Linked DNA regions of Sus scrofa: region 1 is linked to region 2. A link is a contact called in public HiChIP or PLAC-seq data. All regions are on one chromosome and are shown on one strand. Each heading gives the region's core, a stretch centred on a gene start, on an enhancer-like site or on the middle of the called end of the contact. The rest is flanking DNA. Distances are from core to core; before and after follow the strand shown. Region 1 overlaps KMT2E (histone-lysine N-methyltransferase 2E). Region 2 overlaps KMT2E (histone-lysine N-methyltransferase 2E).

What was found. HiChIP or PLAC-seq counts read pairs in DNA pulled down with a chosen protein or histone mark.
Region 1: an H3K27ac HiChIP or PLAC-seq map of alveolar macrophages shows a contact between it and region 2. The contact joins two enhancer-like sites. A contact is called at or near these places in 2 of 47 Hi-C or Micro-C datasets (embryonic fibroblasts and liver) and 1 of 2 datasets of contacts at active chromatin or transcription factors (alveolar macrophages).

The regions. Positions count from the first base shown.
Region 1 is chr9:104,957,380-104,961,078 of Sscrofa11.1, reverse strand. KMT2E (histone-lysine N-methyltransferase 2E) reads right to left here. Exons shown (of 26, transcript XM_021102573.1): 3 at 948-1,062. Among named protein-coding and RNA genes, the nearest start is that of TRNAD-GUC, 41 kb to the right of the region's middle. Within about 2 kb of position 1,723, at least 1 of the 83 cell types and tissues checked has an H3K27ac peak or open chromatin away from gene starts, as enhancers often do. A contact at or near this core is called in alveolar macrophages, where this site is marked.
Region 2 is chr9:104,888,806-104,892,534 of Sscrofa11.1, reverse strand. All of the region lies in intron 1 of KMT2E (histone-lysine N-methyltransferase 2E), which reads right to left. It overlaps LOC106504991, which reads left to right. Exons shown (of 3, transcript XM_013979822.2): 3 at 2,004-3,729. The coding sequence ends at 2,099. Among named protein-coding and RNA genes, the nearest start is that of KMT2E, 14 kb to the right of the region's middle. Within about 2 kb of position 1,849, at least 80 of the 83 cell types and tissues checked have an H3K27ac peak or open chromatin away from gene starts, as enhancers often do. A contact at or near this core is called in alveolar macrophages, where this site is marked.

The DNA.
Region 1 (3,699 bases), core at 474-2,973, 69 kb before region 2:
TTGTTTGCTGCATCTGTGGCATGTGGAAGTTCCCAGACCAGGGGTCGAACCCACGCCATGGCAGCGACCCAAGCCACTACAGTGACAACATTGGATCCTTAACCTGCTGCATCACAGAGGAACTCCATAATTTTGGTAATTTTACTCTAGACTAAGTGGCAAAAACCTCTCATTTATTGTGCCTTAATAAATCACCAATGTGTCCAGTTCTGCTGCTGTTTCAATTTGTGCTCTGCCACTTACTAGCTATTCAACACTGAATAAATCAGCTTAGATAAGCTTTCCACTTTCTCAGCTCTGAAATGGGGATGAAAATTATACCTATCTTATGAGGTTGCTTTGAAGATTAAATGAGATAATACTTGGGGAGTTCCCTTATGGCAGAGTGGGTTAAGGATCTGGCACTGTCACTGCAGTGGCCTGTGTTACTGCTACATTACAGGTTTAAACCCTCGCCTAGGAACTTCCTATGCTGAAGGTGTGGCCAAAAAAAAAAAAAAAAAAATCAAAAAATGTTTAGTACAGAGCCTGATGTATAAGTGCTAAATAAGTGGTAATTATACAAATTACCATATAACTTAGAATCAACAATAAATAGTGTAATTCTACCTACCATCTTTTTATAGAGAAGGTAAAGAATTGTAACACTGAACTATTAATATCATAAAAAGCTAAATGATAATAATAATATAAAAATTTCTAGGAAATTCCTCTTACAGAATTTTAAATCCCTTGAATAAAAATTAGATCAATGAAAAAAAATTTAACTACAAATTACATACCTAATTATTTAGCTAGTATGAAACGATTCTGCTTTTTTAATATTCAGTTTTAGGCACAATACCAAACACATCAACTTTCAACCTCTAGATATAAAAAAACAGAGAGATACAGATCTATACATAGAAATAAAAGAATACCCTTCAAGAGAAACATTTGACACTTACCGCATAAGGCAAACCAATGTAACTGTGTGAATGATGCGAGCTGCTGGTATATAACTGGTGGGGATAACTGTTGGATTTCTCAACTACCACAGGGCTAGCTTCTACGGATTCTGGTCTGGAGGGAAAAAAGTTGCATCAAAGAAAATTCCATTTACTTTTATCAATTTAAAATTATAATTTTATAATTATTGGCTATTCAAAAAAAATGTCTTTAAAATGTCTAAAACACAGATATCTTGTGGATGTGATATATCCTATCTAGAGCCCATGTCATAAGCATTCCAAAAAAAAAAAAAAACACTTTTGCTTAAAGTACAATAAATGTCCCAAGTTTAAGTTCAAATATAGTTTCCTTGTCATTAAAAATATTATTAGAGGTTAAGCATTATTTAATATACTCAGTGTCATAAAGGACACTATGCAGAGGGGGTAAAGTAGGGAGAAATAATTTAAAGAAGGTTTAATCTATATGTATCACAATTTGAATGTGAAGTATTTATTTCACTGTTCAAAGCTTTATGCATGTGTTAGTGTGTCAAGACATAACAAAGCCTTGGAAATAGCAGAAATGTTAAGGAAGAGAAAATCTCATAATAATCCATAGTTTGCTCATGAAAAAGCACAAATAGCCCATAGAGTAAATCAGCAGTTCTGGCCTGATAATGGCTAAATGATAATGATGACCTAACCAACCAATGAAAAAACAGGGAGTAACAACTCACCCACTGTGGGTGACTTACAAGTTCCCTGGCCTAGCATTTTACACCCTTCACTTTCCCAATTTCCTCATTTAATATCAATCCTCCTGAGCCCTAGGCTGGTAATTCTTACTGATCGGTGTGGTAGTAAATCTACTTCTGAGGGCAATTCACACTAAAATTAATGTCTCCCTTGCATACACAACAACACAACTTGTTTCTGTACCTTTATTCTTATCAAAGCCACCATTTAAGATGACTTTCTCATAATAACCCTTGTACTTCCTCTTATTTAAAACCCTCCATTAGAATTTAGTATTATTTGCACTCTTCATGGTTTAAATGCTTCTTAATGTAATTACATTCTAATTAGTCAAATTTCTATTGTCAACTACTTCTTGATATACTGTTCGCCCCTTCACCCATTCCCTTCACAAAGTCTCAATTTAGCTCTAAGTGACTGGTGCTTGGGATCCAGAGGCTAGAATCAGTACAGGGAGGAGACATAACTGAGGTCAAGTGATTCTGAAGGATAATGCAAGTCTCCGATACGTTCTGAATATTCTGAAAACCATTACTAATGTAATGTCAATGATGTTATGTTAAAAATTGCTTATTCTTTTTTTAAAAAAGGAATGTTTCTTAATTCCAAAATTAATACATGCTCATTATACAAAATTCAAAACAGAAGTACCTAAGAATGTGAAAGACCTGTCTTCATCCAAACCATGTTAAGATGCTATGTATCCACCTTTAAATTTTTCTATCCATAAAAATATCTAAGTTGTTTTATTTGCTTGTTTTTCTTTTTTGGCCACCCCATGGCATACAGAGTTTCTGGGCCAGGGATCAGATAGATTCAAGCTGCAGTTGCAATATGAGCTGCAGGTGTGACAACCCTGGATCCTTAACCCACTGTACAGACCGGGGATTGAACATACATCTCAGTACTCCCAAGATGCAGCCAATCCCATCGTGCCACAACAGTAACTCTTAACTCTTGTTTTTTAAGTGAGAATATACACTACATATTCACAATTTACTTTTTCCCATCCTTCAGTGTCAGTACAATATGTAGCTTATTTTCGGTAATAACTGCTTATTTCATTATATAATGTACCGTAGCTTATTTAACAAATTCCCTATTGTTGGATATTTAAATTTTTTCTTTTTTTTTTTCAGTGTTAAAGGTATCGTTGCAGTTGTACACACTTCTATACATTATTTTCTGCATCCATGGTAGTATTTCTACTACATGGATTCCTTGAAGCAGAATTGCTGAACAAAAGGGTAAAATAGATAGATGCTGCCAGACTACCTTTGATTACAATATTAATTCTTTTAAAATTCTTTTAAAAAAAAAAAAGGTAGTAAGTGCAGTTTTAGCAATTTGCGATCTACAGTATTAATATTAAAGCAACATATAGGAATTATGGCCAGAAAAGATTCACTTTCATGGCAAACAATTTATATTTTAGAGTAGATAATGGTTGAGAAATTAAAAAAAAAAAAAAAATTCAGTGCAAAGGCAGGTTAAGTTCCAGCATGTAAACAAGCCATAGATCCTTTATATAACCTCATGATTCAAATGAAAGCTATTAAGTACTAGCAAGCTGGCAATGCAAAAAAGCAGAAATACTTTATCAAGATCCTCATCATTTCTAATGATGCTACTTACTAAAAATAATTTTAAAAAGAAGGTAACAATTGTTTAAAAAAATTGGTTGATACATTTTAAGGACTTTTCTAAACCGTAAGATAGTATTTAATTAAAAAAAAAAAAAAGTAACAGGACACCAGACATGTCTCCTAAAAAATCTTATAGTGCTAAAACATCCTTAAAGCACACAGTAAATCTGAAAACAACTTTGTGACAAATACCAAAAGTAAAACATCTTTTAGATCCAGTAATCCCATTTTTGGTAAGAAAGTAATTCCCACTAAATAATGACGGTCTTTTACTACTACTCATAAACTAGATATGAGTAGAAATCACTTAAATGTCCGATCAATAGATGATAAACCAAATCTTAACAAACCTACCATATTTCATA
Region 2 (3,729 bases), core at 600-3,099:
GACAGAAAATAGCTATTGTGAACTGCACACTGATGAATTGCATCACATTTGAGATTTCCTGGTTCCTTTCTTCCTGTTGAACGTGAAAACTACATGGTTAAAGGTAAATTGATGTAAAAAAAGACACAAGTTCCCATTGTGGCTCAGCGGAAGTGAATCTGACTAGCAACCCTGAGGATTCATGTTCAATCCCTGGCCTTGCTCATTGGGTTAAGGATGGGTGTTTCCGTGGCTTGTGGTGTAGGTTGCAGACCTGGCTTGAATCTATTGTGGCTGTGGCTGACAGCTACAGCTCCAATTTTGACCCCTAGCCTGGCAACTAACTTCCATATGCTGCGGGTTCGACCCTAAAAAGACAAAAAAAAAAAGAGAGAGAGAGAGATACTTAAGTGTAGGATGTCAGAGAATAATGATACTACTTTCAAAAATAAAGTTATGGGGAAGAGGGAAATAAACCTGCCCAAATTAGTTAAAATAAAGAGATAACAATCTTAAAATTTGTATTTAAAAGAAATTACTTAGCTGCGTGGTGGTTTCAAGCATAATCTGATAATTGCTACCCAAATGACCGCTATTGGTAGACTTTCTTAAAAAGTTCCCCCCCCCCCGCCCGTAACGTTAGTAATCTGTGAACCCAGCCATTGGAAAATAAAGGGATTCCAGGTGCAGAAACCAGGCTTTTTGTACATAAGTAATAAAGCTTTAAAATACACCCAAAGTTAAGGATTAAAATAGAGCGATAGCTCGGAATTCTTCGTTTTCTGTTGGTTTCATAGAACCAAATTATTCGCAATAAGATTCGTTTCAATCTCCAGGAAAATATGCTTAAATGACCTTAACTGAGTTTCTTCCCGAGATACTTTCCGTGCTCCCAAATACAGTTTCTTAGCTAATTTTGTGCCATGACCTTTTGACAGCTCCAAAAGTCTCCTAAGAATAAGAATCCCTTCTCAGATCGCTGTAAATGTGTGCTGCATAGTGCCCACACAGCTCTCAATTCTGTCTACTGATTCGTAGTTAGGAATGCTTTGCCAGGTGTCAGAATTCTGGGAGAAGCCTAAGTGATGATGCTTGTAACTAATGTTACTGCAGCACCCTGTTCTAGCTGGGAATAAACCCTTCTCTCAGCTGACCTTGGAGGAACTAGCTCACCTAAGAGCAGCTGAGAGGCCACAGAGAAGAATTTGACTTTAGTTGGAAACATTAAGAGAAGTTAGACCTCTTCAAACATTCAGACCAATCATGACGAGCGAGAGGGTCCGGCACTCAATTTTGGCCTTTTGTAGAAATTAGTCTTTTCACAGATACATGACCGGCTTAATCATGCAATAGACACACCCAAGATTCCTCTTTATACTTGAGGAACCCGTTCACTTGAGAACTCGCTTGCTCCTGATGGGATGGCGTTGCCCTCCGAACTCTACCAGGCAGTCCAAAGCATTTAATCCTCACTTCTCGTCTGGGAGAGCAAGATGTGGGTGGCTGCGCAGCAGACGCAAACTCGTGGCTTGGCCGCGGGCCCGAACAAGCTGGGGCCAGGCGTTGTCCCGGCAGCCAGCGGGCTGGCCTGGCCGGTGAAGGGCGTAGCCGGGCGAATCTCTGCATCACAGGGGGCACCGCCCTCGCAGTGGGGGCGGGGAAAGGGAGGAGGAGGACGCATAGCCTGCGCCTAAGCCCCTTCGGTGCTGCAAAGCTTTGCTGCTGGAAAGAGTCTTTCCCCTCTCCGGGCGCCAACGTCCCCTCGCGCTGAACCTTCCTGGCTGCCGGGGGCCCCGCGCTCCCTCTGCGCCGCAGGGGTTGCCTCCCTGCTCGCGTCATCTGGGAGGAACTCCAGAAACGCACTTCCTCCGCGGCTGAGCCGACTTCCGCCCAGCGCCTTTGGGGGCACCGGGCCCCAGGGTTTTTAGCTTTGTCGGTGTTCAGTATCCTGTTTAACACTTTTTAACCCCATGCTCTCCTCGTGCCCTACAAAAACAATATAATGTCATTTCCAACTTCCCCAGGCTGCGGAGCCACCCCAACTCTGGCTTAACTTGGCACAACAGCCATCTTCGGAAATGCTGGTAGCCGTCAGTATGTCCATTGTCCTTCGTGGCTAGAGGAAATGACTGCTCATGACTCACGATGCTCCGCTTGAGGCCAGAGCAATAACGTCTCTGCTCTGGGAAGGACCCGTATTTGCAGTGAGTCTATCACAGTTTACTGGCTTACTTAATTTCTCTGAGTTCCTCTCATTTGTTGACGGATCAAATCAGGTAATGCATGCAAAGCCCTTAGAACAATACCTAAGGTGGTATCTAGCACAAAGGTTTAATGCAAGTAGGAAAAGTTGAAAGCCTCTATCGATAGATCACGCTCAATATCATGTTGGTTGTGTTAGGGAAGGATCCTCCGTCCCCTTCGGAATGGCCTTTTCCCACTGGTGTTTGTCACATGTTTCTTGAGTATGTTTGCCAGCTCTCAGGCCGACTTTCAAGCTCCTGGTTTCTAATCCTATCCAATTTGACTTGCCCTTACTGCAGAGCTTTGTACTGGATGAGTATTATGTAAGGATAAGTTGTACTAATGACTAGCAGTTGTCTATGCTTCTTACAATATTTATGAGGGAATGATAGAGAATTAAACATAAGAAAGTTTATCTTCCACCCCAAAATGGACAAACTCCAAATTTGTGACCAACTCATGGTCCACCGTATCTAGAGATATTGAGGAATAATTAGAACGTCTCCTTTCAGGCTAAATTAACTTGTTTCTATTGATTTCTGCATTCTCAGCAGGACTCTATAAAGTCCCTGCCCCTTCAAACACTATTCTCACTTCCCCAAAACTGAGGCTGAATACTGTCATACACCACAATTCCTACTGTGGAGTGAAATTATCTGATCTCAACACTGGTTGAAGAGGTGAGGTTCCTTATACTTTAGAACATTTAACTTTTATGTAAGTTACACTATAATAAAAAAAAATATCAAAAATGAAATGACATTGGGAAGTTCCATTGTGGCTCAGAGGTGATGAATCCGGTAGTATCCATAAGGATGCAAGTTTAATCCCTGGCCACGCTCAGTGGGTTGGGTGCCTGGTGTTGCCTTGGGCTGTGGTGTAGGTTGCAGATACAGCCGGGATCCCAAGTGGCTGTGGCTAGGCTGGTGGCTACCACTCCGGTTTGACCCTAGCCTGGGAACTTCATGTGCCTGCAGACGTGGCCCCCCCAAAAAAAAAATGAAATGAAATGACATTTTTAATAGTTAATGACATAGAAAGATGAACATATGTAGTTTGATGAAATCATGTGTACAAGGTAATCTCATTGTGTTTTTTTAAATGTGTATAAGGATATGCATCAAAATGTTAACATTTCCTATTTATGTCTATTTTTTTTAAATGTTCTGTATTGCTGAAGTTCTCCTTTTGTAATAGTGGAAAATAAAAATGATCATGTAAACTGTCTTTGAGACGTATGAGAGATGGATATTCTGTTAGCTAACTCCTTGATGTCCATAGAGGAAAATGATGATGTCAGTTTAGTAATCAAGAAACAAATATTATTTAGGAATAATCTAAAAGATGTTGCCTCTTGAAGTTGAGGATGCGGTCTTGTTCTTTTTCATTTTAAGCTTTTGGATATAGGTGTGGGTGTTTTTGTTTTTTTAGTGTGTCTTTACTAAATAAATTTTAAAAGGTAAAAATATATCTTAGTGTAATTTTTTAAAATTCATTTTCATCCAG